2 separate regions of the Mus musculus genome follow, and region 1 is linked to region 2. The links are chromatin contacts, called in public HiChIP or PLAC-seq maps. All regions are on one chromosome and are shown on one strand. The core of a region is the stretch at or near the end of the contact, and the rest is flanking DNA. Distances in the headings are between cores, read along the strand shown.

Region 1 (5,170 bases), core at 689-3,188, 110 kb before region 2:
GTGTCAAACACAGAAGCATCCACCTCACATGGAGATTGCTGAACAGAATTCTGAAAATCAAACCATTATAGTCCCTTTTGCTTTACAAAAATAGGTACAGGTGGGTGTAGATATAGATATAGAGATAAATTAGAGATAGATATAGATTAGAGATATATAGAGATATAATAGAGGTAGAGAGATAGAGATAGAGATGGGTGAAATGATAGACACCTTAGTGCTTCTCCATTTTTAATGGAACTATGAAGACCATAATGAATTGATGCCATTATTGATTTTTGAAATGTCATTTGTTTAGAATGGTCGAATGATTGCTGAAGGCCCAAGATCTTGGTTTCTAGCTCAGTGCAATTAGTGGGTAGTAAAACATTTGGGGGCCTTGGTGGGAGGCCTATGTGTTTTTGGAAGTATGACCTCAAAAAAGATTATTGGAACTCTCTGTTTTGCTTTCCAGGCACCTTAAAAACAGCTTGCTCTAGTATGCACCCCTACTCAAATATACTTTCTTCCCACTGACCCAAAACCTACAGGGCTAACCCATGGATTGGAATGTCTACATTGTGAACTAAAGTTGACTTCCTCTTTGTATAAGTTGATTGTTTCATTTATTTGTTAAAGAAATAAAAAGCCAACCAACACTAATACATGTCTCTTTTGTGTGTAAGCGTGTTCATGTTTTCATGTGTTCATGGGCAGGTGTGTGTGTGTGTGTGTGTGTGTGTGTGTGTGTGTGTTTGCTCATCAGGTACCACTTTCCACTTTATTTTTTGAGACAGGGCTTCTCACTGAACCTGGAGCTTATCAATTTGGTGAGACTTCTCAGTTACTAACAAGGTCCAGGAACCCACCAGTCTCCAGCACTGGAATTATAAATACACATCGTTTTACCTGCTTTTTACATGGGTGCTATGGAATCCAAATTCAGGTCATTTTGCTTGTGAGAAAAGCACTGCACTATCTAAGCCATCAATCCAGCCTTATTGCTCTTTGTTTTTTAGTAAGTCTGGGTGTCTCATCATTTTCATTTCCTAAATTTATGAGTTTATTCCATTTTAACTCAAGCATAGTACAGGCTAAATATTATCACCCAAACTTCTATTCAACAAAAACAGGTACATAATTTATTCTTATGGTCTGTGAGTGTATTGGTTACTCAATTGCTGTGATAACATACTATGACCCAAAGTAACTTAGGAAACAATGTTTACTTTGCTTTCCAGTTCCAGAGGAAGATAGGAGGGGAGGCATGGCAGCAGGAAGCTGAAAGGACAAATCTTCAACCACAGTCAGAAAAAAAAAATTGAAGGGTGAGGTTATAACTTCTCAGAGCCCACCCATAGTAATGTACTTCTTCCCACAAAGCCACACCTACTCATTACTTCTCCAAACAGTACTGTCTGCTGAGAAATAGGCATTCATATCTGTGTACTCTGAGAGACATTTCTCATTTAAACCACCACAGTGACATTAATATTCTAAGTATTGAAAATCATGACATGGATATTTTCTTAATTGCCATTTTTAATAGTAAGCAAGTAATCAAAATTATAGAAATATGGTGTTATTTATTAGCTATTATATGGGTCACTAATTTATGTTGATATAACACAATTTATTAGAGTAAGATAAATTCATTATTCTAACTTATGTGTCAGTGAGTTGAAAGGAACTCAACTTTGCCTAGCCTAATCTTGCCAGTGGTCACTTTGCTATATGTCTCTATCATAGATCTCTGTTCATTGCAAGTTGGTAGATGTATCAGAGAGCAAGTGAGAAGATGTAAGACATAAGGAAGAGTATCTCTTATATTCAAGTCTCATAGCCAAATTAACTTACCAAGCAAACTTGGAAGTACGGGGTGAGAAGTTGTGATTTCTAATTCATAATAAAGACTATCTATTTGGTCTTTACCCCAGTTCCTGATGTGAAACTAAAGGTCATGAAATTTCCAAAGTAGTATGAGATCATAAAGGTGAAAGCCTCAGCGGTTAAGAGTACTGACTGATCTTCTGAAGGTCCTGAATTCAAATGCCAGCAACCACATGTTGGCTCACAACCATCCGTAATGAGATCTGAGGCCTTCTTCTCAGGTGTCTGAAGACAGCTACAGTGTACTTACATGTAACAAATAAATCTTTTTCAAAAAAAAGTTTTTTTCAGACATAGCTGAGGTTATGTCAATGTGGTGATATTTGGCAACTCTCAAAGGAAGGAAACTGGTTAGAGGATGAGAAACCTCAGGCCTCTCATTCACCCCAAGGCTTCCTTCTTTGCCTGCTTGCCCTTACTTTCCAGCACAACTGTTGCAACCTACTTCTTCAGGATTCCAGCATATACAAAAGACCAGCTGAAACACCCAGTCTTGTGGAACTGAGCAACAACTACCAAATTCTTGGACTTCCCATTCACAGCTGCCCATTGTTGGGTTATTTGGACTGCAGACTGTAAGTCATCCCAATAAATTTCTTTTTTTCTTTTTCTTTTTTATTAGGTATTTATTTCATTTACATTTCCAATGCTATCCCAAAAGTCCCCCACAACTTTCCCCACCCACTTCCCCACCCACCCACTCCCATTTCTTGGCCCTGGCGTTCCCCTGTACTGGGGCATATAAAGTTTGCACGACCAATGGACCTCTCTTTCCACCGATGGCCTACTAGGCCATCTTCTGATACATATGCAGCTAGATACACGAGCTCTGGGGGGTACTGTTTAGTTCATATTATTGTTCCACCTATAGGGTTGCAGATCCCTTTAGCTCCTTGGGTACTTTCTCTAGCTCCTCCATTGGGGGCCCTGTGATCCATCCAATAGCTGACTGTGAGCATCCACTTCTGTGTTTGCTAGGCCCCAGCATAGTCTCACAAGAGACAGCTATATCTGGGTCCTTTCAGCAAAATCTTGCTAGTGTATGTAATGGTGTCAGCATTTGGAAGCTGATTATGGGAATATATAGAGCTGTTCTATAAGTTCTGTGACTCTAGAGAATCCTGACTGATAGTCCCGATATAAAGTCTCCATCATCACTGCAGAAGATGAAGTTCAGAGAACCATGCTGGGAACATGGTGCATTTTAAGGGGTTCTGTTGCTTCTCCCCAGATTTTTTAATTAGATATTTTCTTTATTTACATTTCAAGTTTTATCCCCTGTCCCCATTTTCCCTTTGAAAACTACCCTATTCCATCCCCCCCTCCTTCCTCACTAACCTACCCACTCCTGCTCCCCTGTCCTGAGATTCCCCTACATTGGGGCATGGAGCCTTCACAAGACCAAGGGCCTCTCTTCTCATTGATGTCCCACAAGGCCATCCTCTGCTACAGATGCAGATGGACAATGTAGCCCTCCACGTTACTCTTTGGTTGGTGGTTTAGTCCCTGGGAGTTCTGGGGGTACTAGTTGGTTGATATTGTTGTTCCTCCTATGGGCCTGCAAACTCCTTCAGTTCCTTGGGTCCTTTCTCTAACTCCTTCATTGGGGACCCTGTGCTCAGTCCAATGGGTGGCTGTGAGCATCCACATCTATATTTATCAGGCACTGGCAGAGCCTCTCAGGAGACAGCTACATCAGGATCCTGTCCCCAGATCTTACCATATAGCCATTTGGTTGTTTCTGGGTTGTATGTTTTTATGGTCTAGTAGTTCCTTCTCGTGCATGTTTTCAGTTCCAGTAAGCCTCTCAGCGAATATACAAAATAGGAAATTCCAAATATTTCAGAAAATCCCCAAAATTAAAAGCCAAGAAATTTAAATTTGATTCCAATCTGAGTAATGATGAACTCCCATGTCACTCTGGTTTGTCATGCAAAAGATATAAATCATAAATTTTTTTAGTTTCCACACTCTGTATATACTTTTCATCCTTTGATCCTGAGTGAATCCGAAGTTGGGAACAGCACAAAATGAAACAATGTTATTTAAGAGAATAGACTAGACATTTCACTTTGGGAGGTAAGGGTTCAACCATCTGTGAATACGAGTATTCAGAAGAGGGCAAGAAGACAGTGAGATGGTAAGTGTTGAGGACGATCAAAACCAATATGGCTAGTAGAAGATAAAGAATCGATTACATAACAAGGATGGAAATGTGCATAAAACAAGAGTCTGATAACCTTGAGATAACAGTGATTAGTATTTTTAGCCTCTGGGCATAGTGTCAGTGCCTGTGATCCAGGTGTAGAGATGATTAGTGTTCTTTGGAGCAGATAAATGCTAAATAAGTCTCCCAGGTTTATGTTTCCTGATTCCATTCAAAACCCTCTTTCAAATGGTGCTTTATTATCTCCCTTTTACTCTCACAATAGCTGATAATGTGACCACAGAGACATGAATCATGTCACATCATCCTAGGGGAGGTATGCATAATCAAATAGTATAATTTTGAGTGACAACTGGGACCATATTCATATAACTTATACTACAGAATAATCCTATAGTGGATCCATCGTAATTGGTCTAGTTTATTATTGTCATGACTAATTTTTGTTTTGTCTAATTTATAAATCAAACTTAATTGTGTTCATAGATGGATAGTAATAAACAAAGAACATATTGGACTTTTTGCTATCTGCAGTTTCAGGTATCAGTAGGAAGCCTTGGAATGTGGAATATGATTACAGGGAAACTGTTAGAAACTGCACCATAGACAGTAAACTGTTTCATTGAGTTCTGGGAGTTCATTTAGAAAATTTGAAGGTCAAAAGGTGTGCTTGGTGGGATATGGAACTGCCTCAGTTTTGTCCACAGTCACTAAGCATGATTATCTCATGCTTGGGGCGAGGGCATGATTATTGCCAGCTGCAGATAGTTTAATTCTGGGGACTCTGGAGAGGGTATAAACTCAAGACCTTCAAGAGTGCTTGGGTGGCTGCTGCTTCTCACTGCTGGTGCTTCCATTGCTGTTGTATTTGCTATTGCTGGGCTGCTGGACTACTGGACTGCTAGACTGCTGGATTACTGGATTACTGGATTGCTGGATTGCTGGATTGCTGGATTGCTGTTTTGCTGTTGGCTTCCTGTTGGTTTGCTGCTGGTTTGCTGGACTCCCAGATATTCTGACTAAAAAGACTGGATTTGCCCCCAAAGAACCTATCTACCTTGAATTCCTTCCAAGCTGATTGAAAAACCCCACACACAGTGTTCCATCACTGAAAGTATTTTTAATAGTCATGAT
Region 2 (5,616 bases), core at 159-2,658:
AAAGTGATATTTGTATTGTAGAAACAAAAAGAAAATAAATAATGAGTCACTTCGATTTTATGCAAAGGAAAAAAAGGCCTATTTGGGATCTGCAGACAGAACATGGACCATATCAACCAGCTTTCAGTTCCTTTGATACATTTTAATGTTTAAAAACTGAACATATATTTCTTTAATAATATAGAAAGATTGAAGCTAGACAAACTGAGTCAGCAGACAGTTCTAGCACAGAAAGGTCCTAGTAGCATTACTATTTTGAGCATATAAAGAGCAAATCACGAAGCGAATGTTTCTCCCTTCCCTAAATAGCCATTTTATTTCTCTTTTTCTGGGCAGTAGTGCCTTTTTATATTTTGTAAGGAGTGGTAAACATAGAAAGACAACTGCTCTCTTTTAATGCTTTGTGAGATTTTTAAAAACGTAGTTCATAGGAAGATGAGGAAGTAATACAACCCAGGGAAACCAGACTGAGATAAGCTTCAAGGCATTTTAAATTTTGCAAGCTTAAAAAATTAATTACATGACTGTTTGCTAACCAAGGTAGCTGACTCACCAGCAAAGCCACCTCGTCATCATTTTCAGAATTAACAGAGGATTCTATCTGAGTTCTGCTTTATCAACTGTGCTGCTTATAAGAGCTGGAACCATTTGAACTTTAGAAGATTCTACTGAAGCCACGCATTCCCAATGAGGTAATGCCATTTGTATTGCCCTGAACATACTTGATCTTACTTGAAAATATAGCTTTTAACAAAAGGCCATAATACAGTCATATATGCATGCGCTCCAGCTGCTTTGCAGTCTCCAAAATATGGAGGGTAAAGTATAAGCACAAATGAAGTAAGATGTTCAAGCTAAACAGAGTACTAGATTTATACATACATATATACATACATACATAATGTATGCACATATACACATAACAGTGTATAATACATACATAGTACAAAAATCCCAGTAGACTTAGGAGAATGCTAGAAAATGGTGTGTTTCTTTGTTGAAAGTGTAGCTACAAACAGATCTTACAGCTTCTCTACCTATATACTATACAATGCATGCTGTTTCCCACACCAGCCTTTCTGTAGATGTCTTTACTTGAAGCTAAGAATATAAACAGCTGGATAGTTTCCTTCTTTTCTCATCTCTTGATCCCTCTCTGTCACTTCCCACAGTGAAACCACTATTTTTTTTTTTTTGATTTTTCGAGACAGGGTTTCTCTGTAGTTCTGTCTGTCCTGGAACTCACTTTGACTCACTTTGTAGATCAGGCTGGCCTCGAACTCAGAAATCCGCCTGCCTCTGCCTCCCAAGTACTGGAATTAAAGGCGTGCACCACCACGCCCAGCTTGAAACCACTACTTATTCAGTGCACAACATGTCAAATAAATTTTTTACCCGCTAACTTAGTGCTTAGAAGAGCAGTATGAGTCAGACTGTCTGGGGAAACAAATACCTAGAATAACAGCAGCAAAAAGGAATTCTAAAAAGTATGTTTTGGGAAGTGAGTGTTTTTCTTGGCCAAAAGCAAAGAGAAAAGGAAAGATAGTGGTCTCAGCTGATACTTAGGGGCTAAGGACTTAACTTGGTGATAGAATGAAGGCTTAGCATGTGTGAGGCTTCAGCAATGAACACTCCCATGGAAAAGGAGGGGGAGGGGAAGGGAGAGGAGAGGAGAAGGGAGGCAAGGTTTTCTCTCTCTAGCTCTCAATATCTTTATACTTTATGTTAGTTTTCTCCAGTTCTCTGTTGGTAGAGACACTTATTTTGTAGTTTTCTGCATTGAATGCACAGACCTCCTCTAAACATGGTAAAAGATGCAAGACAGTTGCTTCTTTGGGTAACAACAGATCAGCTATTTATCCATGTAAACACATGCAAGCCCTGCAACATCCCACAAGCCACAAAGAGGAAGCAACATCTACTGACATGAGACACAGTCTGCTCCCTTCAGCCACCTTTCTTTCCCATTTTTTCTTAGATATTTTCTTTATTTACATTTCAAATGTTATCTCCTTTCCTGGCTTCCCCCTCTGAAAACCCCCTATCCACTCCCCAATAACCCTGCTCAACCACCCACCCACTCCCACTTCCTGGTCCTGGCATGCCCCTACACTGAGGCATAGAGCCTTCATAAGACCAAGGGGTCTCCTCCCATTGATGATCAACTAGACCATCCTCTGCAACATATGCATCTGAAGCCATGAGTCCCTCCATGTGTACTCTTTGCTTGGTGGTTTATTCCCTGGGAGCTCTGGGGTTACTGGTTGGTTTATATTGTTGTTCCTCCTATCAGGCTGCAAACCCTTTCAGCTCCTTGGGTCCTTTCTCTAGCTCCTCCATTGGGGAAACTGTGCTCAGTCCAATGGTTGTCTGAGAGCATCCACCTCTGTATTTGCCAGGCACTGGTAGAGCCTCTCAGGAGAGAGCTATATCAGACAACTGTCAGCAAGCACTTGTTGGCCCCCACAATAGTGTCTGAGTTTGTGACTTTATAAGGGAGGGAACTCCAGATGGCACAGTCTCTGGATGGCCTTTCCTTCAGTCTCTGTTCCACACTTTATCTCTGTATCTCCTCCCATGGGTATTTTGCTCCCCCTTCTAAGGACCAAAGTATTCACACTTTGGTCTTTCTTCTTCTTGAGCTTCATGTGGTCTGTGAATTGTATATTGGAAATTCTGAGCTTCTGGGCTAATATCCACTTATCAGTGAGTGCATATCATATGTGTACTTTTGTGATTGGGTTACCTCACTCAGAATAATTTTTTAGTTCCATCCATTTGCCTAGGAATTTCATGAGTTCATTGTTTTTAACAGCTGAGTAGTACTCCGTTGTGTAATGTACCACATTATCTGTATCCATTAATTTGTTGAGGGATATCTGGGTTCTTTCCAGCTTCTGGATATTATAAATAAAGCTGATATGAACACAGCAGAGCATGTGTCCTTATTACATGTTGGAGCATCTTCTGGTGTTGTTGAGTGGTATTGTTGGGTCCTCAGGTAGCAAGTACTATATCCAGTTTTCTGAGGAACCCCCAAATTGATTTCCAAAGTGGTTGTACCAGATTGCAATCATACCAACAATGGAGGAGTGCTCATCTTTCTCTACTACCCTTCCAGCATCTGCTGTCACCTGAGTTTTTGATCTTAGCCATTCTGACTGGTGTGAGGTAGAATCTCAGGGTTGTTTGATTTGCATTTCCCTGATGATTAAGGATATTGAACATTTTTAGGTGCTTCTCAGCCATTTGGTATTCCTCACTTGAGAATTCTTTGTTTAGCTCTGTACCCCATTTTTAATAGGGTTATTTGGTTTTCTGGACTCTATAAACTTCTTTGAGCTACTTGTATATATTGGGTATTAGTCCCCTATCAGATTTAGGATTGGTAAAGAACTTTTCCCCATCTGTTGCTTGCCTTTTGGCCTTATTGACAGTGTCCTTTGCCTTACAGAAACTTTGCAATTTTATGAGGTCTCATTTGTCAATTCTTGATCTTAGAGCATAAACTATTGGTGTTCTGTTGAGGAAATTTCCCCGTGTCCATGTCCTCAAGGCTCTTCCCCACTTTCTTTTCTATTAGTTTCAGTGTATCTGGTTTTATGTGGAGTTCCTTGATCCACTTGGACTTGAACTTTGTACAAGGAGAGAAGAATGGGTCAATTCGCATTCTTCTACATGATAACCACCAGTTGTGCCAGCACCATTTGTTGAAAATGCTGTCTTTTTTCCACTGGATGGTTTTAGCTCATTTGTCAAAGTTCAAGTGACCATAGGTGTGTGGGTTCATTTCTGGGTCTTCAATTCTATTCCATTGATCTACCTGCCTGTCACTGTATCAATACCATGCAGTTTTTATCACAATTGCTCTGTAGTGCTGCTGAGGTCAGGAATGGTGATTCCACCAGAGGTTCTTTTTTTTTTCAGTTTCATATTTATTTTATTTTTATTTTCTTCATTTACATTTCCAATGCTATCCAAAAAGTCCCCCCATACCCTCCCCCAACCCATCCCCCACTCCCACTTCTTGGACCTGGCATTCCCCTGTACTGAGGCATATAAAGTTTGCAAGACTGATGGGCCTCTCTTTCCAATGATGGCCGAATAGGCCATCTTCTGATACATATGCAGCTAGAAACACGAGCTCTGGGGGGTGGGGGGTACTGGTTAGTTCATATTGTTGTCCCACCTATAGGGTTGCAGACCCCTTTAGCTCCTTGGGTACTTTCTCTAGCTCCTCCATTGGGGGTCCTGTGATCCATGCAATAGCTGACTGTGAGCATCTACTTCTGTGTTTGCTAGGCCCCGGCATAGCCTCACAAGAGACAGCTATATCAGGGTCCTTTCAGCAAAATCTTGCTAGTGTATGTAATGGTGTTGTTATTGAGAATAGTTTTCGCTATCATAGATGTTTTGTTACTCTAGATGAATTTGCAGATTGCTCTAACTCTATGATGAATGGAGTTGGAATTTTGATTGGGATTGCATTGAATCTGTAGATTGCTTTTGGCAAAATAGCCATTTTTACCATATTAATCCTGCCAATTCATGAGCGTGGGAGATCTTTCCATCCTCTGAGATCTTCTTCGATTTCTTTCTTCAGAGACTTGAAGTTCTTATCCTACAGATCTTTCACTTGCTTACTTAGAATCACACCAAAGTATTTTATAATATTTGTGACTATTGTGAAGGGTGTTGTTTCCCTAATTTCTTTCTCAGCCTGCTTATCCTTTGAGTAGAGGAAGGCCACTGATTTTAAATTAATTTTATATCCAGCTACCTTGAAGAAATTATGAGGTTTAGGAGTTCTCTGGTGCAATTTTTGGGGTCACTTAAGTATAAGATTAAATCATCTGCAAATAGTGATATTCCAACTTCTTCCTTTCTATATTGTATTCCTTTGAACTTCTTTTGTTGTCTAATTGCTCTGGCTAGGATTTCGAGTACTTCCCTCAAACTGAATATTGAATAGGTAGGGAGAGAGTGGGAAACCATGTCTAGTCCCTGATTTTAGTGGAATTGCTTCAAGTTTCTCTCCATTTAGTTTGATGTTGGCTACTGGTTTGCTGTATATTGCATTTACTATGTTTAGGTATGGGCCTTGAATTCCTAATCTTTCTAGGACTTTTATCATTAAGGGATGTTGGATTTTGTCAAAAGGTTTTCTGCATCTAATTAGACGATCATATGGTTTTTTTTTCCTTTGAGTTTGTTTATATAGTGAATTATCTTGATGGGTTTCCATATATTTAACCATCCCTGCATCCCTGGCATGAAGCTTACTTGATCGTGATGGATGATCATTTTAGTGTGTTCTTGGATTTGGTTTGCAAGAATTTTATTGAGTATTTTTGCATCAATGTTCATAAGGGAAATTGGTCTGAAGTTCTCTTTCTTTGTTGGGTCTTAGTATGGTATCAGCTTAATTGTGTCTTCATAGAATGAATTGGGTGGAGTACCTTCTGTTTCTATTTTCTGGAATAGTTTGAGGAATATTGGTATTACATCTTTAAAGGTATGATAGAACTCTACAATAAATCCATCTGGTCCTGTGCCTTTTTTGGTTGGGAGACTCTTAATGACTGTTTCTATTTCTTTAGGGGATATAGGACTATT

The links. HiChIP or PLAC-seq counts read pairs in DNA pulled down with a chosen protein or histone mark.
Region 1: a contact with region 2 is called in an H3K27ac HiChIP or PLAC-seq map of bone marrow-derived dendritic cells, with 2.4 times the contacts expected there. The contact joins two enhancer-like sites. A contact is called at or near these places in 1 of 15 datasets of contacts at CTCF or cohesin (large pre-B cells), 5 of 484 Hi-C or Micro-C datasets (the AML12 cell line, bone marrow-derived macrophages, cortical neurons and 2 more), 4 of 115 datasets of contacts at active chromatin or transcription factors (bone marrow-derived dendritic cells, bone marrow-derived macrophages and embryonic stem cells) and 2 of 9 other capture datasets (adipose tissue and liver).

What each region holds. Positions count from the first base shown.
Region 1 is chr10:57,832,364-57,837,533 of GRCm38.p6, reverse strand. No RefSeq gene overlaps it. Among named protein-coding and RNA genes, the nearest start is that of Smpdl3a, 40 kb to the right of the region's middle. Within about 2 kb of position 1,938, at least 12 of the 459 cell types and tissues checked have an H3K27ac peak or open chromatin away from gene starts, as enhancers often do. A contact at or near this core is called in bone marrow-derived dendritic cells, where this site is marked.
Region 2 is chr10:57,717,508-57,723,123 of GRCm38.p6, reverse strand. The region is part of intron 3 of Pkib (protein kinase inhibitor beta, cAMP dependent, testis specific); the gene reads right to left. Among named protein-coding and RNA genes, the nearest start is that of Fabp7, 65 kb to the left of the region's middle. Within about 2 kb of position 1,408, at least 17 of the 459 cell types and tissues checked have an H3K27ac peak or open chromatin away from gene starts, as enhancers often do. A contact at or near this core is called in bone marrow-derived dendritic cells, where this site is marked.